7 separate regions of the Mus musculus genome follow, and all the other regions are linked to region 7. The links are chromatin contacts, called in public promoter capture Hi-C maps. All regions are on one chromosome and are shown on one strand. The core of a region is the stretch at or near the end of the contact, and the rest is flanking DNA. Distances in the headings are between cores, read along the strand shown.

The links. Promoter capture Hi-C pulls out the DNA fragments that hold promoters and counts their contacts.
Region 1: a promoter capture Hi-C map of hippocampal neurons shows a contact between it and region 7, with 2.3 times the contacts expected there. The contact joins the promoter of Ackr1 here to the promoter of Exo1 in region 7. A contact is called at or near these places in 7 of 39 promoter capture datasets (the 3T3-L1 cell line, hippocampal neurons, liver and 3 more).
Region 2: a contact with region 7 is called in a promoter capture Hi-C map of hippocampal neurons, with 5 times the contacts expected there. The contact joins the promoter of Cadm3 here to the promoter of Exo1 in region 7. A contact is called at or near these places in 1 of 39 promoter capture datasets (hippocampal neurons) and 1 of 115 datasets of contacts at active chromatin or transcription factors (astrocytes).
Region 3: a promoter capture Hi-C map of pre-B cells shows a contact between it and region 7, with 5 times the contacts expected there. The contact joins the promoter of Efcab2 here to the promoter of Exo1 in region 7. A contact is called at or near these places in 2 of 39 promoter capture datasets (the C10 cell line and pre-B cells).
Region 4: a promoter capture Hi-C map of pre-B cells shows a contact between it and region 7, with 3 times the contacts expected there. The contact joins the promoter of Aim2 here to the promoter of Exo1 in region 7. A contact is called at or near these places in 4 of 39 promoter capture datasets (the C10 cell line, hippocampal neurons, liver and 1 more).
Region 5: a promoter capture Hi-C map of hippocampal neurons shows a contact between it and region 7, with 12 times the contacts expected there. The contact joins the promoter of Ifi206 here to the promoter of Exo1 in region 7. A contact is called at or near these places in 2 of 39 promoter capture datasets (hippocampal neurons and pre-B cells).
Region 6: a promoter capture Hi-C map of the 3T3-L1 cell line shows a contact between it and region 7, with 7 times the contacts expected there. The contact joins the enhancer-like site here to the promoter of Exo1 in region 7. A contact is called at or near these places in 5 of 39 promoter capture datasets (the 3T3-L1 cell line, hippocampal neurons, liver and 1 more), 1 of 484 Hi-C or Micro-C datasets (B cells) and 1 of 115 datasets of contacts at active chromatin or transcription factors (embryonic stem cells).

What each region holds. Positions count from the first base shown.
Region 1 is chr1:173,332,190-173,334,943 of GRCm38.p6, forward strand. It overlaps Ackr1 (atypical chemokine receptor 1 (Duffy blood group)), which reads right to left and starts at 1,314. Exons shown (of 2, transcript NM_010045.2): 1 at 1,201-1,314; 2 at 1-740. The coding sequence starts at 1,221. It overlaps Cadm3 (cell adhesion molecule 3), which reads right to left. Exons shown (of 9, transcript NM_053199.3): 9 at 2,065-2,754.
Region 2 is chr1:173,366,304-173,369,012 of GRCm38.p6, forward strand. It overlaps Cadm3 (cell adhesion molecule 3), which reads right to left and starts at 1,392. Exons shown (of 9, transcript NM_053199.3): 1 at 1,110-1,392. The coding sequence starts at 1,191. It also overlaps a transcript of Aim2 not described here.
Region 3 is chr1:178,404,579-178,407,278 of GRCm38.p6, forward strand. Efcab2 (EF-hand calcium binding domain 2) reads left to right here and starts at 1,440. Exons shown (of 7, transcript NM_026626.3): 1 at 1,440-1,555. The coding sequence starts at 1,525.
Region 4 is chr1:173,419,294-173,421,993 of GRCm38.p6, forward strand. It overlaps Aim2 (absent in melanoma 2), which reads left to right and starts at 1,311. Exons shown (of 9, transcript NM_001013779.2): 1 at 1,311-1,393.
Region 5 is chr1:173,489,943-173,492,642 of GRCm38.p6, forward strand. Ifi206 (interferon activated gene 206) reads right to left here and starts at 1,376. Exons shown (of 8, transcript NM_001372437.1): 1 at 1,045-1,376.
Region 6 is chr1:173,455,112-173,457,870 of GRCm38.p6, forward strand. It overlaps Aim2 (absent in melanoma 2), which reads left to right. Exons shown (of 9, transcript NM_001013779.2): 5 at 223-504. The coding sequence starts at 243. Among named protein-coding and RNA genes, the nearest start is that of Ifi206, 35 kb to the right of the region's middle. Within about 2 kb of position 1,255, at least 17 of the 459 cell types and tissues checked have an H3K27ac peak or open chromatin away from gene starts, as enhancers often do.
Region 7 is chr1:175,879,440-175,882,139 of GRCm38.p6, forward strand. It overlaps Exo1 (exonuclease 1), which reads left to right and starts at 1,339. Exons shown (of 15, transcript NM_012012.4): 1 at 1,339-1,417; 2 at 1,693-1,761. It overlaps Gm36360 (a long non-coding RNA gene), which reads right to left and starts at 1,316. Exons shown (of 3, transcript XR_373723.2): 1 at 1,233-1,316.

The DNA of each region.
Region 1 (2,754 bases), core at 64-2,563, 2.5 Mb before region 7:
TGAGGCCACCAGAAAATGAACCAGATCCACAAGACACTAACCCAGGGGCCAGGCCCCTTGCTCAGTGCTATCTTCAGCCCCTTGGCTGCCAAAAGAGTCGGTGGCAATACAGTGAAGATGGTAAAACAGATGGCATAATGCATGTACTTCAAAGCTTCCATGTCTCTGGAGGATGGAAAGGCGCAGAAGCCATTGTAAGCATCACTGGCCAGGGCGACTGGCAGCCCTAAGAGGGCAGCTGCTCCCCAAAGTCCCACACTGAGTCCCAAGGTGAAGCCACGGAGTTGACCAATATTCAGTCTGGGGTTCAGGCAAGCATAGCATCCTATCAACAGAGCTTGGGCAAAAGCAGAAGTATACCATACCCAGTAGCCCAGGTTGCATAGGGCTGTGCTGTGGGCGCTGTGTAAGCCTGGTGCCAGGATGGGCACTGCAATGCTGAACAGGGCACTGCCCACTGCTAACTCTGCCAGAATGGGCCAGCTGGGGCAAATCTGCCAGTGGAAGAAAGGTCTGAGAATCGCGAAGAGGATGCCGCCACTTGCCAGCATGCCCAGGACACTGGTGAGCATGAAGAAGGGAAGGGAAGACCTGCCAAGCAGATTACAGGAGTAGCAGGGAGCAGCTGGTGTCAGGCTGTAGTCACTCGAGAGTTCATAGGAGTAGTTATCTTCAAACGAATAATTCCAGCTGTCGAAAGTAAACTGAGTTCCATTCTTGTCTAGTGAAAGGTTTTCCACCTACAAAGTACACCCAGAAAGGACAGTCAGGGCATCTAGCACCTCAATAAAGAGGCTGGGGTATGTGCAGGGCTAGATAGAAGGGGCATTTGGGTTTGGAGAAAAGGGGATCTCCCGGCAGGTCATAGGTGCAGAGAGCATGGTGAACAGGGAAGCTGAGGAGGAGCCTGAATGGACGGAGCCACAGAGAAACCTGGTCCAAGTTGTGTAGAGATCTAAGAGAGCAGATAGATGGAGGGAAGGTGGGGACAGACCTACTGGGACTGCCTGAAAGATGGAGAGAGGAGAAATAGAGTGAGAATGGGAAATAGGAAAGAAAGGGAAAGGATTTTTTTGAAACTGAGAACAAAGAAAAGGGCATGAGAGATTATGAGAAAAGAAAAGTTGAAAATCCTGAGAAGAAAGTAGAAGAAGCAGTAGGACAGAGGCAAGGGTTATGGAACATGGTCCCCACACTCACCGGATACAGACAGTTCCCCATGGCACTGCAGGCTCAGGGCAGAGAAGTACAGGGCCTGGACTCTGTCAGCAGCTGTGGCTCCAAGATAAGTGCCCAGGGCTAATGACTTCTCTCGGGTTCTAGGCAGAGCCAGGGTGTGTGTGTGTATATATATATATATTCAGAGTCACACTCAGGAAGCTCAACCTCACACCCACAGGCTTCTTAAACCTTGGGCTAGCATCGGGCACCATCCTGGGGCTTCCTGTTTTGAAGTTGGATTTGCCTGATCAGAATGACCTCAGGAAACGAACACGGTGAGGTCCACAAAGGGGGAATTTTCCCAAAGGTGACAAGGGGATCTTTCCAGCAAAGGAAGGATGAGGGGCCAGGGGTGACTGGTGAAGCAGAGATAAGAGCCGCACTGGGAAGGTGGAGTGACCAGGCGTCTGATGACTCTCTCTGTTCTCTCTTTCTTTGAATGAGATCCAAAGAAAGAGTTCAAAAGATCCCCTGTTTGGGGGGAAGGTGGGCTAATGGTATTTGGGGTTGGCTCTATCCAGACAGAGTAGGCCTTCAGTTGGAGGCCTTTTGTGCGTGGCAGCACGAGTAGAGGAATGCACATATTTATCTGTGTGTCTGTGTTGGGTATCAGTGTGCCCCCATCTGAGTGCTAGGTGCTGGGTGGTGCTTGGGTGTGGGCATTGTTATCTAGAGCTATGGGTGCTAGAGTGTATGAGGGACTGGAGACTGGAGGCCTGTCAAGGCTCTGTAAAGACTCTCCTTCAGGGAGCAATTGGGCATTTGCCTTACCACCTATGGACTCAATGAATGCATCTCTCACACCAAGAGGAACACATGGTCTGACACATCAAAATAGGCTCTGTGGGACCATGGGATAGCATACTTTAATGTGAGACTATAGCCTATTGGGTAATCTCTATTCATATTCTGTTGTGAAACATACAGACTGTGAGAATGCTTCATTGGTTTGGCATCTCGGCAATAGGTAAAGTTTCTGATGGGAGGTAGAATTGTTATTTCTCTGGCCAGGAGAAATACAGGATACATGTTCAATATGTGGGTTCCCATTAACCCTCTCGGATGAGTACCCAGGTCAAATTTCAGGTGTATCAGGAGGGAGCTAAAAAGAGAGTTTGGCAAAAAAAGAAAAAAAAATGGGTGAAGCTTTCCTTCCCGCATAGCGTTGCTCAGGTCTTTACCTCCATCACAGAGGCGGCCAGCATTGCTGGACAGAGGGTAACGGGGTAGCAGTCGGGTGGCATGCTTTAAATGCAAATATTCTCTGGAAAGCAAAGGACTCAGACACTCTCTGTCCCTCGATTCCACATACAGATGCTCCACAGAGCAGCATGGCAAGGATGCAGTTCCCTTTGAGTGCCAGGTGCCCGGGACATGAGGACAGCCCTTATTTACATGCAGCCCAGCCAGCAGTGAGAGGAGCAGAAAGGAGGCAGCCTGACCACATGGATAATCCAGATATATTGAGGGTGGTCCCTCTGAGATTAGCACAGGAGAGTTAGAAAGATTATAAAGATACACGGTCCCCTCCCT
Region 2 (2,709 bases), core at 142-2,641, 2.5 Mb before region 7:
TCCTCCGGGAACCTGAGGCTCTGAGCTGGGGCGTCTTTCTTCCTATCTCTACACAGTTCTTCAAGCCACCCCATTAACCACCAGCAGCCTCTAAGAAGGCTGAGGTGCCCCCACAGCGCTGACCTACATAGCTTGGCCTGGGGCGGGAGGGGCTCTTCCCCAAGTCCCCTCTCCCCTGGCCCCGCCTCCTTTCTTCATTCCCCCCCCCCCCACTCCCTTCCTTCACCTCTTTACCTTTACAAACCTAAGAAGGGTTGAGTTTTAGACTGGGGCAAAGAGGCTAGTCTGCTACCCCACCCTAAATTTGGAGAAATTAATGTTCAGCCCAGGAAAGCTTTGGTTTTCCCATAGATCCTTCTCCCCAAATATCTTGCTCTCTCCGTTTGCTGCCCCGCACCCAAGTATAGGTTTCCTTGCCCAGATTTTAGCACCACTAGGACTAGAGCCAAAGTGGGGCCCCCTCCGCCCTGTGTTGTTGTTTTGCTTCAAGGAGAAGCCCCCTCTCCTTTGCCCACGCCCCCCTCGACAGCCTCACCCAGGCCCCCTTGCCTGCCCACTCAGAGCTCCGCGGCGGGTGGGGGACGCGCGGGGGAGCAGAAATGTTTGCATACAGCAGTTTTGGGGATCGTTCTGGCCACCCAACCCCTACAGACATACATACAGAAACACCCAACACACGCCCTGACTGAAACAGCGACAAATCTCACTCCGCCCCCAACACACACTGACACAGACATACACACAGACTCTGACACAGAAACGCAGCCCCAGACACCAACATAGACGCGCACACCCAGACACACACGGACATCAACACATCCAGACCCCGGTTGCTCAAAATAGACAGCAACCCCCGAGATCCACATCCCTGCTGCACACGTAGACATACACAGTCGGTCGTGTACATAGGAGGTGCACACGCCGGCACACCCCACGGTCCTCAGAGACAGCGATGCTCAGAGACAGACACAAGGGTATTCCAAGAGGCTGGCGACTTGAACCCTCGCTTCCAAACAAAGCCAACAGGCTCCCTGCGCCCGGCTCCCCGTCTGAACCCCCACCTCGGGGCACTGGCCACCTCCCCTGGCGCCGCCCCCTCCCTCACTCACCGTCCTGGGAAAGATTGGCCCCGCCGGGCGCCCAGGAGCAGGCGAGGAGCAGGAGCAGGGGCAGGGCGGAAGGGGCCCCCATCGCGCTTCCTGGCCACCTCCCTGGCTGGGCGCTGGCGAGCCTAGATCTCCGGGGACTGGGGCCGGGGGTTCTGGGTAGCCGGCGTCGCTGTCCAAAGGGGCAACCCCGGAGCGGCTTCCAAGCCCGGGGCCGAGGCGGGTACCGGGAGGGAGCCGGCGCTGCTGCAGTCGCCGGGATTAAATAGGGCGCTCGGAGCAAACCATTCGGTTGGAGGTGGAGGGGTGGTGACGGGGGGCTGGGCTGGTGGCGGGGGGGCCTGGATGCCGCATTCCCTACTCCCCCTCGCCTCCCACACCCCCTCCGCGCTTTTGTGGTGCCTTCCATCTTCTCCCCCGGGAGCTCCTCCAGCATCACTCGGGTGTGGAGCAAAGGGAGGGAGCTGACTCAGAAGTGGGACCCCATGCGCACCCCTCTTATGCTTGGGGTGGAGAGAGGGGAGGTGGACAGGGCGGTGGGCCAGCTGGCGACAGAGTCCACTGCAGGCCTGGGCAAGGGCGTGCCCACTTGCCTGAGGTCCTCCGGCCCCGCCTTCTCCTTAGGCAACCGGGATCCCCAAAGCTAGGACACCCCTCTCCACTGTGACCAAGGATGCCTCCCCAGGGTACCTAATTACTCAAGGCATTCTCCTAAGCATAAACCTCCGTAGTTCTCTTACTCAAGACCCTCTTCTTAACTGTCCAGCAACAATTTGTGGTTCCAGGCAACATCCCTTGCAAAGCCGACCCCAGGAGGCCACCGAACCTAATCTCCTTCAAGCCTTCTTTAAAGACGTTATTCCAGACACTAAACAAGGAAGTATCCTGTAAAGTTACTTGGTATTTTCCTCCTCCGTGCTCTGTCTTAGACCCTCTTTCCTGAAACTAGCCTCTCAATATCCTTTCTGCTCGGTCTTTCAGGGGCTCTTCTCAACTTTTAGCTAGTAAGAACCCAGGGTGAAAGCCAGACTCACAGACCCTCTTACAGACCAAGAAGCAGTGAGTAATGCAGCTCTTGTTCCCTGAGGCTATAGAGGAGATGGATGAGAAAGACTGTGTTTGCAACTTGCTCACATTCAAAAAGTCCCGAGTCCCTAGTGTTTGCTGTTCTTCTAGGTTATCTCTGAAAGAGTTTTGGTGTGTTTAAAAAAAAGGATCTTTCTGGGTTCGTTTGGTCGAAATTTAGCTTTGGAGAATACATTTCTAAATTTTAGAAATCAGGGAATTTTAGGTATGCCAAGAATTCTTAGAGTATACCTGATCTAACCCAAAGGAAGTTAGCAGATCTAATCCAGGTTTTACATTCACTTAGAAATAAAAGATCCAGCATTAGGAATGGTAAAGAAAAGTACATAGTGCTTTATTCTACAAGTGGGATGTGGGTGGTTCTAGTAACATCTCCAGTCCATTTTCTGTGCTGCTTTCCTCTGCTAGTATTTAATGTTTGGGTAATCTTTCCTTCCTTATGTCAAGGCTTCTTAACTCTTTATGGTGATGTAGCCAATGTCTCTGTCACCTAAGAACCTGGGGACAGCCTGCAGAA
Region 3 (2,700 bases), core at 190-2,689, 2.5 Mb after region 7:
GGAACACACAGAATGTAAATATTAATATAAAATAAATAAAATATTAATATAAAATAAATAAAATATTAATATAAATTACTCTTCCATATTTTGGGGTGATTAATTTACTGTATGCTTGAGTTCATCTTGGAAGTCTTTCTTTTCTTTCTTTTCCTTTCTTTCTTTCTCTTTCTTTTTGTTTTATTGTTTTGTTTTTGTTTTTGTTTTTGTTTTTTTGAGACAGGGTTTCTCTGTGTAGCCCTGGCTGTCCTGGAACTCACTCTGTAGACCAGGCTGGCCTCGAACTCAGAAATCTGCCTGCCTCTGCCTCCTGAGTGCTGGGGAAATTTGCTTGATATGCACCATTTTCTGATTATTCAAATTGTAGTTAGACACTTCATCAAATCTTTATTGCCTATAGAAAAAAATATTTTAATGAAGAGTACAGTTGGCCTGCTTTGAGGGTTCATTCACTGAGATTACAGAACTTCGATGAATAAAAACTAATAATAAAAAATAAAATACTGAGATGTAAAGTGAATAAATAACTATATTAAAGAAAAATCAAGACAAAACAAAGGCCTCTACATTTAGTTACTTTTACAAAAATATTTAAATAAGTACACATATACCATGAAATTATCATTAAAGATTAAAACTAGATATTAATTTGAGTCACATTGTTAGACATTTCAAAACTGTTGGGTTTTTTTTGTTTGTTTGTTTGTTTGTTTGTTTTGGGGGGGTTTCATTTAAGGGAGAATCTTAGTATTCTGAGCTTATCCATCAAATAACAAAACACGCGATAGCCAAGTTTCTCAGTACTCAAAATTCTCATCGGAAGGTCATGCCAAATTGCACCATCAACATACAAAATGTGTGTATCCCTGAGAACAGACCGTCAATTTATTTGTTGCTATGAGAACACTATTTTGTATCAGAAATTGCAGCCTTGGCGACGCAGTGTTTGCGCCTATTTTGCACATGTTTTTCTACAGCAAGTCCTCTCTCTCTCTCTCTCTCTCTCTCTCTCTCTCTCTCTCTCTCTCTCTCTCTGCGATCCCGGGGAAAGGCTGGGCTTCCTCCTGCACTGGCCCATGTCCGTTTTCGCTCCAGTTCCGTGACTGGCAGAGTGGCTCCGCTCAGGAGAGGGTGACGCCAGAGAGCCACAAGGCCTGGCTCGGGTGGGGTTGGGGTGGGCGGACGCTTTTCGGGGAGGGACCGTGTAAGGGGCCGCCAGGTCTGCGCCCGGTTCTGGGGCGCACCTGAGACGGCCGGGAAAAAAAAAAGCTGAATAAAATAAGTAATTAAAGAAATGAATAAAGAAATAAGCAAGGCACACTACGTCCTTGACAGTCACAATCAGGCCCAGGCGGGTTCCGGAGCCTTGTTAATAAATGACGCCCCTAGGCCCAAAGAACGCGGGCCTCGGTTCTGGTGGGGGCGGGGATCGGGGGGCCACCGTGCATCCAGGGGCTTTCTCCGCCCGCGGGGTCCCGCAGGGTTCGTGCTGGATGTCTCCCGGGCGACCGGCTCCGCACCAAGATGGCGGAGGAAAGGGACGCGGAAGGGACAGGTAGGACCCTGCCTGGGGTGCCACGACGTCGCCTCTGCGCCTGAGGAAGCGCCCCCCGGCCAACATCTTGAGCCCCTCGGCGTGGCGACAGTGGGCTGAAAAGCGGCGCCAGCCCGCGTCCCCACCGTCCGCCCTCCCGTCCCCTCGAGAGGTCTGCGCGGGCTGTTGTAGCCCCCGCCGGGGAGGTTCATAATGGCGTCCTTGTCCCTGGCACCTCCCCTCCCCGTGAGGGCGCCAGCCGCGGTCTGGGTGGGCTGTGGGTAACCCGGAGGGCGGCCTCATGGAGGACTGGAGCTGCGACTAGAACCTGGCGGGATCCTCTGCGGCTGTGCCGAAACCCCGCCCAGCCCGGCCCAACCCGGCCCCAGCCGCCTCCATTTTGCCTCCTCCTCCGCCAGGCGGAGCGCAGCCTCCAGGTCAGACTGGGCCCTAGCGGCCCGGGTCGCGCTAGAGCCTTGCATAAGGAACACGCACTTTAATCACTTTAAAGAAAACCCAGCCGGGACTTGTCGGGCCGCCCAGACCGGCCGGGTACCCGAGAGGCCTCAGGGGACCCGAAAAACTAATGTTTCATGTTGAACTGCAAGACCTTTTGAATTGTTGCTAACCCAGCCGAATGACTTAAAATCGGATCTGTGACTCAACAGCCATTACGTGATAAATTGACAACATCACCGCTAAATAAATAGTCAAGCAAGCCCTAAAATAGTAAATGGCAAACATTGCAAAAAAAGTGAAAGTAACACTCCATCTTTGCTGACTCTCTCCCCTCCCTCTTGTATTCCCCCACCCCCACCCCCACCCTCTGGTTTGGAACACAGTAGTTAGGTTAACAACTAATATTTACACGAGTTGTTTAGTCCATTGTCATGGTGATTACAGGAACCCAGCAGGGAAACTTGAGACCCTAGATTTTTTTTTTTTTTTTTTTTTTGGTTTTGGCTGTCCTGGAACTCACTTTGTAGACCTGGCTGGCCTCGAACTCAGAAATCCGCCTGCTTCTGCCTCCGGAGTGCTGGGATTAAAGGCGTGCGCCACCACTCCTGGCAGCTAGAGATCTTATTGATGACCTGTGATTTATAGATGGTAAAATTAATCTCAGAAGTCGGCATTGTAGTATAGAGTTTTAACTCTACTAAGGTATC
Region 4 (2,700 bases), core at 61-2,560, 2.5 Mb before region 7:
AGCCTTAATATATAATTATTTTGCCCCAGCATCAGGGTTTAGGACTCAGCTATAGGGCCAGGACTAGCCAAGCTTCAAAGTGAAAGAAGATAGTTGAGAGTACTTTCTGCTTTCTGTCTCCCAAGACCTGATTTTCATGATTTTCATGTCCTACTACTCATAGTGAAAATCTTTGTGAGGCGGATGGTTTGAACTCTCAGGACATACACCAGTCCCTGAGTTGAGAACTAAGGCTGCTTTGGAGAGAAGAAAATCCCCTGAGGTAAGTAAGATATGTCAGAAGTTTTCTAGAGAAAGCTTTAGGACCATTTTGCTAATCAGTAAATTAAGAGGAAAGAGAGTCCTGGGTTTCTGAGGTTAGAAAGAGGGATTAGTATTGACTGTATTCTAGAAAAGAATAAGGCTGCAGGAAGCCTGGTTCTAAACCTTCAGTTGACTGAGGAACAGAAGTTATCTTTTATTGCACCACAACTGAGACCTTTACAAAAGAAAGTGCATTTGGCCGTGGCAGGAATTAGAATATATTGTTCAGAGGGTTGACCCAGACTGAGCCTAAAAGGAACTCTGATTTTCTGGGTGTGTTGGTCTGTAGGTGTTTTATTGACATGAATTTATATTTAGAAGAGGGCTTTTGATTTCTAGCTGAAGGGGGAAGAAACATAGGGGCCAGGGAGCTATTTCTCGATAAAAGGTGAGAATAATGGCATGACAGAAAGCCTGTGATGTAACGTTAGCTTGAAAGCATCAGAGCTCAAAATTCTAAGTAACCTTAATCTAAGAAGAAAATATCTAATAAAAAAAATGTGGGGAAAAAAAAACCCAGCATGGTAGTAACACAAAAGAACAATTAAAAAAAAATCAGACACGGAATCAAATAGAAAAAAAAAAAAAAAAAAAAGAAAGAAATGCCAAGCAGATAATGTTACTCCATAATCCCAAATGTTCAAGTGACATGGCATCTTTTAAAAATTATATGTGCTTTTAATCTCTATTTCCTTTACTTTATTAGGTAATAGCAAGTTTATTTCAGTCTAGTTCCAATTGGATCCTGCTTTCCCATTTCCATAGTTAAATCCCTGGAATTTGGGGGAAGGATCATTCCTATGGTATCTGTTGAGGTTTGAATATATGCCGGCTGGTGGCTCCGGAAGGTCTTGGGACTTTCACAAGGAGGAACTTACTGGAGAAACCTTATTGGAGGAAGTGGGTCACTGAGGGCGGCCTGTGAGAGGTGATAGGCGGTCTCACTTGTAACTCTGTTTCTTTGTCTGAGCAAGAATCACAACCTGCCTGCTTCCTGTCCTGCCTGCTTCCTGTCCTGTCTGCCGCCATGCTTCCTTAACTAGCTGCTAGGTTTTTTCCTTGTCGTGATGAAATCCACCCTCATGGACCTGTAAGTAAAATTAAAACCTACTTCTCCCCTATGTTGCTAATGTTCATGACATTTTATCAAAACAGAAAAGAAACTAATACAGCAAAATGCTGGGTCCTGTTTACATATCCAATTCTGTCTTTTGCGGGGAACTGAAAAGAGATATTAAGGAAAAGTGATTGCTAAGAGATATTTAAGGAAAAGTGATTGCTACTTCCTGTTATTTTTGTTGTTAGAGGTGGAATTATATCTGTGTGGCTATATTCTTTTAGTTTTTTTGAAAGATTACTTTCTTGCTTTTTTCTAGGGTGTAGTTTCCCTCTTGTGTTGGTGTTTTCCATCTATTATACTTTGTAGGGCCGGATTTATGAGAAAATATTGTGTAAATTTGGTTATGTCATGGAATATTTTGGTTTCTTCATCTATGGTAATTGAGATTTTTGCTGGGTATAGTAGCCTGGGCTGCCATGTGTATTCTCTTAGGGTCTATATGAAATCTACCCAGGATCTTCTGGCTTTCATAGTCTCTGTGGAGAAGTCTGGTGTAATTCTGATAGGTCTGACTTTATGTTACTTGACCTTTTTCCCTTACCACTTTTAATATTCTTTTTTTGTTTGGTGCATTTGGTGTTTTGATTATTATGACAGGAGGAATTTCTTTTCCGGTCCAGTTTGGAGTTCTGTAGACTTCTTGTATGTTCATGAGCATCTTTTTGTTTAGGTTAGGGGAGTTTTCTTCTATATTTTTGTTGAAAATCTTTACTGGCCCTTTAAGTTGGGAATCTTCGCTCTCTTCTATACCTATTATCCTTAGGTTTGATCTTCTCATTGTGTCCTGGATTTTCTGGATGTTTTGGGTTAAGAGCTTTTTGCATTTTCTTTGACTGTTTTGTCAATATTTTCTATGGTATCTTCTGCATCTGAGATTCTGTCTTCTATCTCTTGTATTCTGTTGGTGATGCTTGCATCTATGACTCTTGATCTCTTTTGTAGGTTTTCTAACTCCAGGGTTGTCTCCCTTTGTGATTTCTTTATTGTCTCTATTTCCATTTTTAGATCTTGGATGATTTTGTTCATTTCCTTTACCTGTTTGATTGTTTTTTCCTGTAATTCTTTAAGAGATTTTTGTGTTGCCTCTTTAAGTGCTTATAGCTGTTTACTGTGTTCTCCTGTATTAAATATTCATTAATGATATTTTTAGGGTATGAAAGGATATCAATATAAAAGTTGAACACATTTTTACAGACTATTTGATTCTCAAAATGCTCAATATTATTAATATGTTTGATGTATAAAATACATTTAAATATTAAAAATTGAAGAAAAAA
Region 5 (2,700 bases), core at 126-2,625, 2.4 Mb before region 7:
GAAATTATAAAATAAATCCTTTTTATAGAAACTAATAAGAACAGATTTTTTTATATTAGCATTGTCTTAATTAGAACCAAAAATATAAAATTCTTCTCAGAAAACCAAAAGAATGACAATAGTTTACCTCCTAGAAATAGAAAAGTGTTTTAATAATAGAATTGTCCAGTAATAACTTAAAAAACCAAAATTTAATGCATGATTTAGGAGTATTTATCTTAATTTCTAAATGAACAGGGTCATAACTTTTGTAAAATTTTAGAAAGTCTGGGCAGCATAATTAATACACCTAATAAGTGATAGATCAACCATAGTGCACAGAGGGACTGCAGAAGAGTCTAAAAGTATGAAGTATACATCTAGTTCCGATGAACCTCCAACTCTTTTCTAAGTCTTACCACCAGAAAACAAAATCAAAGAAAACTAAAAAGACAAAAACCCAAAGCAATTAACTTTCAGGATGATACAGACTAACAATGTCTACAATATTACTTTATTCACTTGATGCACAAGTGAATGAAGACCATTTAATGTGCTTCTTAAGTCAATAAAACCACAGGTTTGCAATCATAATGAATCTGGGATATCTTTGACTACATATGCCCATTGGTGCCCAGGTTGTGTATGGTTGCAATAATAGATAATGCAGCCTGAGGGCTAGATGCATTTTTTCAGTATTATTGCTTCATGGCAATTTTTCCTGTCACAAACTTGTCTGTTGCCCAGCCACTCACTACAACCACCAGGTTCTAAGCATTCTCCAGCCAAGAAAACTAAAGCACTCTTCTTATTCACTTATCCAGACTTACCTAAAAAACGTGTATTTTATAATCTGAAATATGCCCCTTTTTGGGTCAGTCTTACTGGTGGAGGAATCAGGATGCCTAGCATCATTATGAGCCAAGGACCTGAATCCAGATAGTGCAGATTCACTGCTCAGTGTAGCAGCCACCAGCTTGGCTTCCTTCTCTCTCAACCTAAAGATCGACAAGGATTTCACCTGTAGTCGTGTGCATTCACAGAGAAAGCAGGGGGAGGACTCACCTCTTCAGAAAATTCTTCAGTGGTATCCAGTTTTGCAGGGCAGGAAGCAGTGAGTGAGTGAGCAAGTGAGTGAGTGAGTGAGAGAGAGAGAGAGAGAGAGAGAGAGAGAGAGAGAGAGAGAGAGTGTGTGTGTGTGTGTGTGTGAGTCTGTGTGTGAGTGTGTGTATGAAGAGTAAACAGTAAATCTCTCAGAAAGAGAACCAGAGGATTTTGTAATCTCCTGAAATTCTGAGACAATGAAGTGTTTTCAGAGAGAGATGGAAAGCTGACACTGGGTAGAGTCACTGCTCAGCTGCTCAGACTGAGGGGAACTGGGTTTCTCATCCTGTGCTACTTTGTGGGGAGTGGACAAGGTTCATAGCTTTCGATTTCCTCAGAGACAGAAACTCAAGAGTTTCCTTCCTGTAAACAATTACCAAAAAAGTCAAAGAGAGCTAGTTACACTCAGGATGTTTCTTGCAAATCTTCATAGGTACAAGATTTAGATTTATAATCCTCATGTCCTACAGGCTTGCAAAAGGATCCCTAGGAACCTTCATTCCTTTGAATGAAGGTGAAAACTTAGACCAAAAAAAGCCAAGTCACCCAGTCTCTTCTTTCTTTTCTGCTCAGACTCAGTGTCAGGAGATCTTTGCTGTGTCAGTTGCCAGCTGCATGTGAATGAGTTTCAAGGAAAATCTGAGATGAAACAACTCCTGGTTTAAGTCATTCCTGTAGCATCTATGCATCCATTAGTAGCTCCCAAGACCTAGACTTGCCACAGCATAATGTTACAAACACACAACTCCAAGCTGCAACCTCAAATAGCTAGAAAGGCATTTGGCATTATCCACCTCCCTCTTGATTATAGAACTAAGCTGTCCTCCTTCAATGGTGAAGTTAATGCTTCCTCAGTGTCTCTACATTATTCACTGGTAAGCACAGGGAAACCTGGGGCCTGGGAGTCAGTGGGAAACCTCGAGCTTTGATTGAGATTATGGACTGAAATAATGCTTGTCCTGCTGCACTTTTCTGGCATGGAGAATTCAAGGATTAAGGATTGATGTAATCCTGAAACATGGAACAAATGGTATCAAGTAGCAGATAATGGTATGAGAGCCTGCCAGCTGGTCTGCAAAAGAGGATAATGCCATAGCTAGGTAACCAGTCACCTGGATGAAAATGATGGGAGTTAAAATGCTTTCCAACTGCTAGTCTTGGGCAACTTTTGGATGTCTCTGCCTTTGATAGCAGAACAGTTGGGGGAAATCACCATCCCTGACCTCAAGCTTTCCTACAGAGCAATAGTGATTCAACTTGCATGGTATTGGTACAGAGACAGACATGTTGATCAATGGAATAGAAATGAAGACCCAGAAATAAAACCACACACTTCCCATCACTTGATCTTGACAAGCCAAAACTATACAATGGAAAAAAGAAAGCATTTCAAAAAAGGGTGTTAGTCTAACTGGCTGTCTGTATGTTGAAGAATGAAAATAGACCCATATTTATCACCTTGCACAAAGCTCAAGTCTAATTAGATCAAGGACCTCAAAATAAAATCAGATACACTGAATCTAATGGAAGAGATAATGGGAAAGAGCCTTGAACTCATTGGCACAGGGGGAAATTTCCTAAACAGAACTCTAATGGTTCATGCTCTAAGATCAAGGA
Region 6 (2,759 bases), core at 5-2,504, 2.4 Mb before region 7:
CTTTGCAGGGGTCAGGAACCCTAAGAATTCCTAGGTTACCACATGCCCTTTGAAAGTATCCTTTTTTGATCATCTTGCATAGCGATTCATTTTTCACGTTTCACCTAATGCTCTCCTCCTGCTCTGTCATCTTGGGTATGCCTTGTTAACCACTTACCTTGTGTGTCCTGAATGTAGACTTGCATAGAGTGCTGTAATCTTACGGCCGAGGTTTCTTTTCAGGCTGATCCTGGGACTGTGAGATGGAGAGTGAGTACCGGGAAATGCTGTTGTTGACCGGCCTGGACCACATCACGGAGGAAGAACTGAAACGGTTCAAGTACTTTGCTTTGACTGAGTTTCAGATTGCCAGGAGCACACTCGACGTGGCAGATAGGACAGAGTTAGCTGACCACCTGATTCAAAGTGCAGGTGCGGCGTCTGCAGTGACCAAGGCCATTAATATTTTCCAGAAGTTGAATTATATGCATATTGCAAATGCTCTTGAAGAGAAAAAGAAAGAAGGTGCGTAGGAGTGCCCTCCCTTAATGATATGAGAGAAATGAAACCCTTCTACATTGTATTGTAGGAAATTAATTTCCTTAATCACCAGGCCCTTCACCCCCCAGAGTCACTAAACAGCATGTTACAAATTCCTTAGCCGTGTCTGATGCCGGTAGTCAGGGCTGCCACCATTGTCTCTCTCTTCACCAGAGTCTGTCTCCAATCTACTTGCAGAAACTGCGGAAATGGCAGGTCGGTGTTAATGTCCAAGGTCTCATTACACAGTACTTAAGGTTTTCACACTTGGCTGAAGGCCTGCCTGGCTGTGACATGAAGAAAACACAGCCTTGAACATACAAACCAGAGAACTGTTTAACTTTGCCATGGACTATCCACCTCCGCGCTGAGCCATCCTGCCATGGTCCCAGTTGGCCTTTTTAAGGAAGCCTTTGCGCTTCTACTGCATGGAGTTTCTAATCCTTCCTTTATCTCTAGCATAGACGACATTATGAACTTCCAGGACACAAAGCACGTGTTTGCATTCAATAAACCAGCTCTCACTCTCCACAAATTATATGCCATGTCGTTAAGTTTCCAATTACTCCTTAAGAACAACTGGGATGTCCTTGGGGTTCAAATGACTAATAAGAGCCAATGAAAGTATACCTCATCAAGGGAGTCCCTAAAATGAGAGATTCCAAAGGCAGTGGTTTGGGGACACTATGTAATACAGAAGCTTCAAAATGTTAACTGCTTGCCGAGGAGATGTGTGTGATGCAGCAGCAGGGGCTTGGATTCCAGAGGGTTATTTATACGCCGTCTAAGTGATGAAGTAAGGGTAAAAATCACATACAGGTATAAGATGCTATGTGACTTTGAGGAACTTAGAGCAAGGCCTGATCACGATTAGTTTAAGAGTAGCTGACATTGGACAGAAAGTGTAGTTCTTACATTTGACCACACAGTGGCAGTAAGAACACATCATTGCTCCAGTCACTACTGTTCATCTACTGAACTAAGCGAGCCTGATAGCATGTTTTAGTTTTAACTCCCGAAATTAATTCCTATTCATGGCTTCTTTTTTTTTTTTTCTGGATAGGATGATATAAAGCCCCCTTACTTAAAAAAATTTCCTCTATTTTACTTCTGTAATAATGGTGGGGTTTTATCGGCTTGATTAGCTCAAAAGATCTACTTTGAGACCTGGTTGAAAACTCAGGAGTGACTGCTGATCTAGAAGTCAGTTTAGGCACTTTGCAGCTTGGAAGTGCTACTTGAAGTCATCTTCAAGCCTGCCTTGACCACAGCTGTGTCAGTGATGCCAGTGGCTGCTACGGTAGAGCATTGATCTCTGGCTTGTTTCCCAGCAGTTTTGCCTTGTGTTTCTTCTGGTAAATGTTCAGCATGACGTGGCCTTGCCTCATGAAAACTGTGTGTGTGTGTGTGTGTGTGTGTGTGTGTGTGTGTGTGTGTGTATGTGTGTGTGTGTGTGTGTGTGTGTGTATGTGTGTGTATCTGAACAAATTAAACGATGTCATTAAAGAATGATAACAGGGTCCCGACCTTTAGTTGAGGCTTGAGCAAGAGAACAGGTGAAAAATTATGAGGTTAAATAAGCATGACAAACCCAAGCAAACCTAAGGAAATTCTCCAAGTATAATGATCTTAGATAGAGGAAAAGTGTGCATTGAATTATTAAATGAAACGAGAGGTATCTAGTGGGAAGATGACTTTTCCAAATGTTTCCACACAACACTCTCAATGGCATTTTTTTTAAAAGGTCAGTATGATTGATAGGCTAGAACAGAGTGACATGTTTATTCCCTTTGGCTCCCTTAGCTCTCTTCTCCTCTCCTGTGCTGTCAACAGAGACTGGATGTTTTTATGTGCAAATATCCAAAATATAAATAAAAATGTCATAGCACTAACCATTGGACGATCAGTTGAACTTCTTGCAAGCATATTTGGTCATTTTGGTATTAGTCATAGGCCACTAGCATTTCCAAAGTTTATGCACCATAACAGCACAATGGAGTTAAAAATGTGATCAAAAAATTCTAAGAAGTTTATAGTTTTGCATTGGGCTGCATTCAGAGCTGTCCTTGGCACATGTGATTCATGGACCATAGATTAGACATGCCTACAAGAATAAAGGTCCCTATAGGATTCCTGACCAAGACTCAGTTCCTTCCTGTTGTCTGAAAGAGAGTGACAGAATACTTATTATGTGACAACTGTTAGTCATATACATTACATGATTTGATATCTAACAAAAT
Region 7 (2,700 bases), core at 89-2,588:
GAAATTGGCAAGATTGATGTCACTGTTAGCAGAACTAGCTTCACTGATTTAGAAAAAATAGAGGTGCACAATGCTCTGGCCACTCCTTGAACCTGTGTGTCTGCCAATGTTTTGACCATTCCTTGAACCCATGTGTGTGCCCACTGCTGCACCTCACTGCCAGGTGTTTGTGATATTGGTTGCTGGGAGAGTCAGAAAATCTCCCCAGCAACCACAGCCCAGCCAATCCGGAGTTGCTACACCTGCACCAGACTCTTTCCTTGTACCCCTCCCATACCCATTTCTTGAGAATAGACATTGTTTAGATCTGGAAATCCCCTACTCCCCCCTTCTCCTTCCCCCCAGGGCCTATAAAAACTGAGACCCCTTTCCCCTCAGGGTCGACTCCTCTACTCCTGCGTGGGATGTGAGTCGTCCCCAGAGCTCTAGCTTTCCCCGAATAAAGCCTCATGTGGTTTGCATCAAGCTTGGTCTCTCATGAGTTCTTGGGTGTCCGCTATTGTCCTGAGGCCTGAGCGAGGGGCTCCTCTCGGAGTCTTTCAATTTCACACTTAGATAGCTTCAGTCAGAGGAGTCTGCTGGGGCAAAGACAGTAAGAGACTAAATTATGTACAGTCCGGCTGTGTGACTTCTAAAATTAGTAAGTTTTTAAAAGTCCATTAAGAAGAGAAACTAGAGGGGTTTTCTTTCCTTGATAACACTAGGAAATGTGACCCAATACAACCAACAATATACAGGGTTTAATAACTTGAACCATTGGGCCATTTTGTTTCTTAGTTATAAGGATAACATTTTCCCAACTCGTATCAGGGATAAAGCCATATAATGAATAAAGTGGGTAAGCGCAGACTATAATCAAACTATAGCAACATGAAAGCTTTGTACAAAACTTCAATTTGCATAGAGGTGAGGATGTTTCGGAGACGAAAGACTGTGGTGTTGGCCTGGAATTAAGCAACTATGAACTGGGCTCCTTTTCCGGGTTTAAAATAACAAAATATGTTTGACTCCAAGTTGGGAGTTCTTTAGCACGCATGTACCTGGATCCAGTGGCTTGGTCAAGGGAGAACTACAACTCCCAGCAGCACCGGCGAGAGCGCAACTTCCGGGCCTAGAGTTTCTCTTGCCCCCTCCCTTACCACCACCCCACTTCTCTCACAAACAAGCCGACTTTTCGCTTCTAGCGTCGCCGAGTTCGAGATGGCATTGGCCATTGGCGGCGGACTTCCTACCTTGCAAGGAAGGGCTCAGGACTCGGCTAAGAGGAAAGTCGGGTCATAGAAAGCGGGAGGTGGAGGCTGCGGCTCAGGACGCCCAGGGACGTCATGTCCGCTGGGCGGGGCTTCCCGATCCCGCGCAAATCGAAAGGTCCATGGCTGCGCTTGCAGCAGCCGCTCGCCGCCGTTCTGAACCCCAGGTGAGCGAGCGAGCCCCTATGCGGGCGGCCGGGCGGTCACTGGAGCAGCGGGCCGTGTGGAGGAAAGTGGGGTCCCCATGACTCTGATCCACGTGCCTTCTGCCCCTCGGCGCGAAACCCGGATCTCCGGGAAGTGAGCGGGAGCGTGGAGCGCCTGCAGGCGACTGCCTCGGCCTCCGGGTCTCCCGCTTTCCGCAGAGGCGGGCTGACGTGTGTCCTTACCAACACTCGTACCTAGCGATGAATTCCCTTTGTATATGCTCTCTCCTGTGCAGGTTTGAGGAGCCACGGCGCCTGGAATGGACTTGTGTGCTATGCCTGTTCGTTCGGGAGACGGGACTAAGGTGAAGCCGCTGCTGCTGTTACCTCGGGTACCACCGGCGACCTTCTGGTGTTGATGCGCCACATGGCACTCAGTCACTTCTATACTAAAGAGGAAATATTTATTCGAGATTTAGTTGGCCTAGAAGAAAGAAACTTAAGGAAATTTCACGAAATGTAATTATGTCCCTCCCCCACCCCAACCCCCCCCCCCCCCAGCATGCACGAAATCATGTTTTAGAGACGTTGTCTTTTAAACGTAGTGGACTCGTTTTACACAGACCCACCTGCACCCAAATTGGCTGATGTTTAAAATTACGGGTTCATGCCCCCCTTTAGGGATTCATAGTTAATGGGCATGACCTTAAAGGTAAATGAATCTCTCAAGTGTCAGGGCTGCTAGCTAAGGGCATGGCCACTTTCCTGTGGTGTCAACAGGGCACCTCTGGCTTATCCCATAGTCTTTAAGAACATGATCTTAGGTCTGTTGAATCAGGTGCCTGTCCCTGTGACCTCACTGCTGAGAGAGGGGAAGGTAAGAGTGGAAAATCCCAGAGAGCTCAGCCTAAGACCTAACTAGCCTGGTGGACGCAGCTCAAACAAACAAGGTGGACTGCCTTTCACATCCTCCGATTCAAACTCCATCACGCATGCATCATACACAGAAAGAATAGTTGCAGAGGGTAATAGCCTTTGCTCTTGCAACCATGAGGACCTAAGTTAGAATCCTCCCCCCAGCCCCCTCCCCATTAAAACCCCCTGTGCCTGAGCCTGCTGGTAACTGCAGAGATTGGGAGGCAGAGGTGGCAGATCCCAAGACCTCATTGGGCCTAGTTGGTTCCGTAACACCCTGCCTCAAGGTGATAGACAGGTAGCAATAGAGGAAGACACCCAATGCCTTGCTCTGGGCTCTGCATGGATGTACCCACACACTCATTACATGCACACACTCCCTAATACAA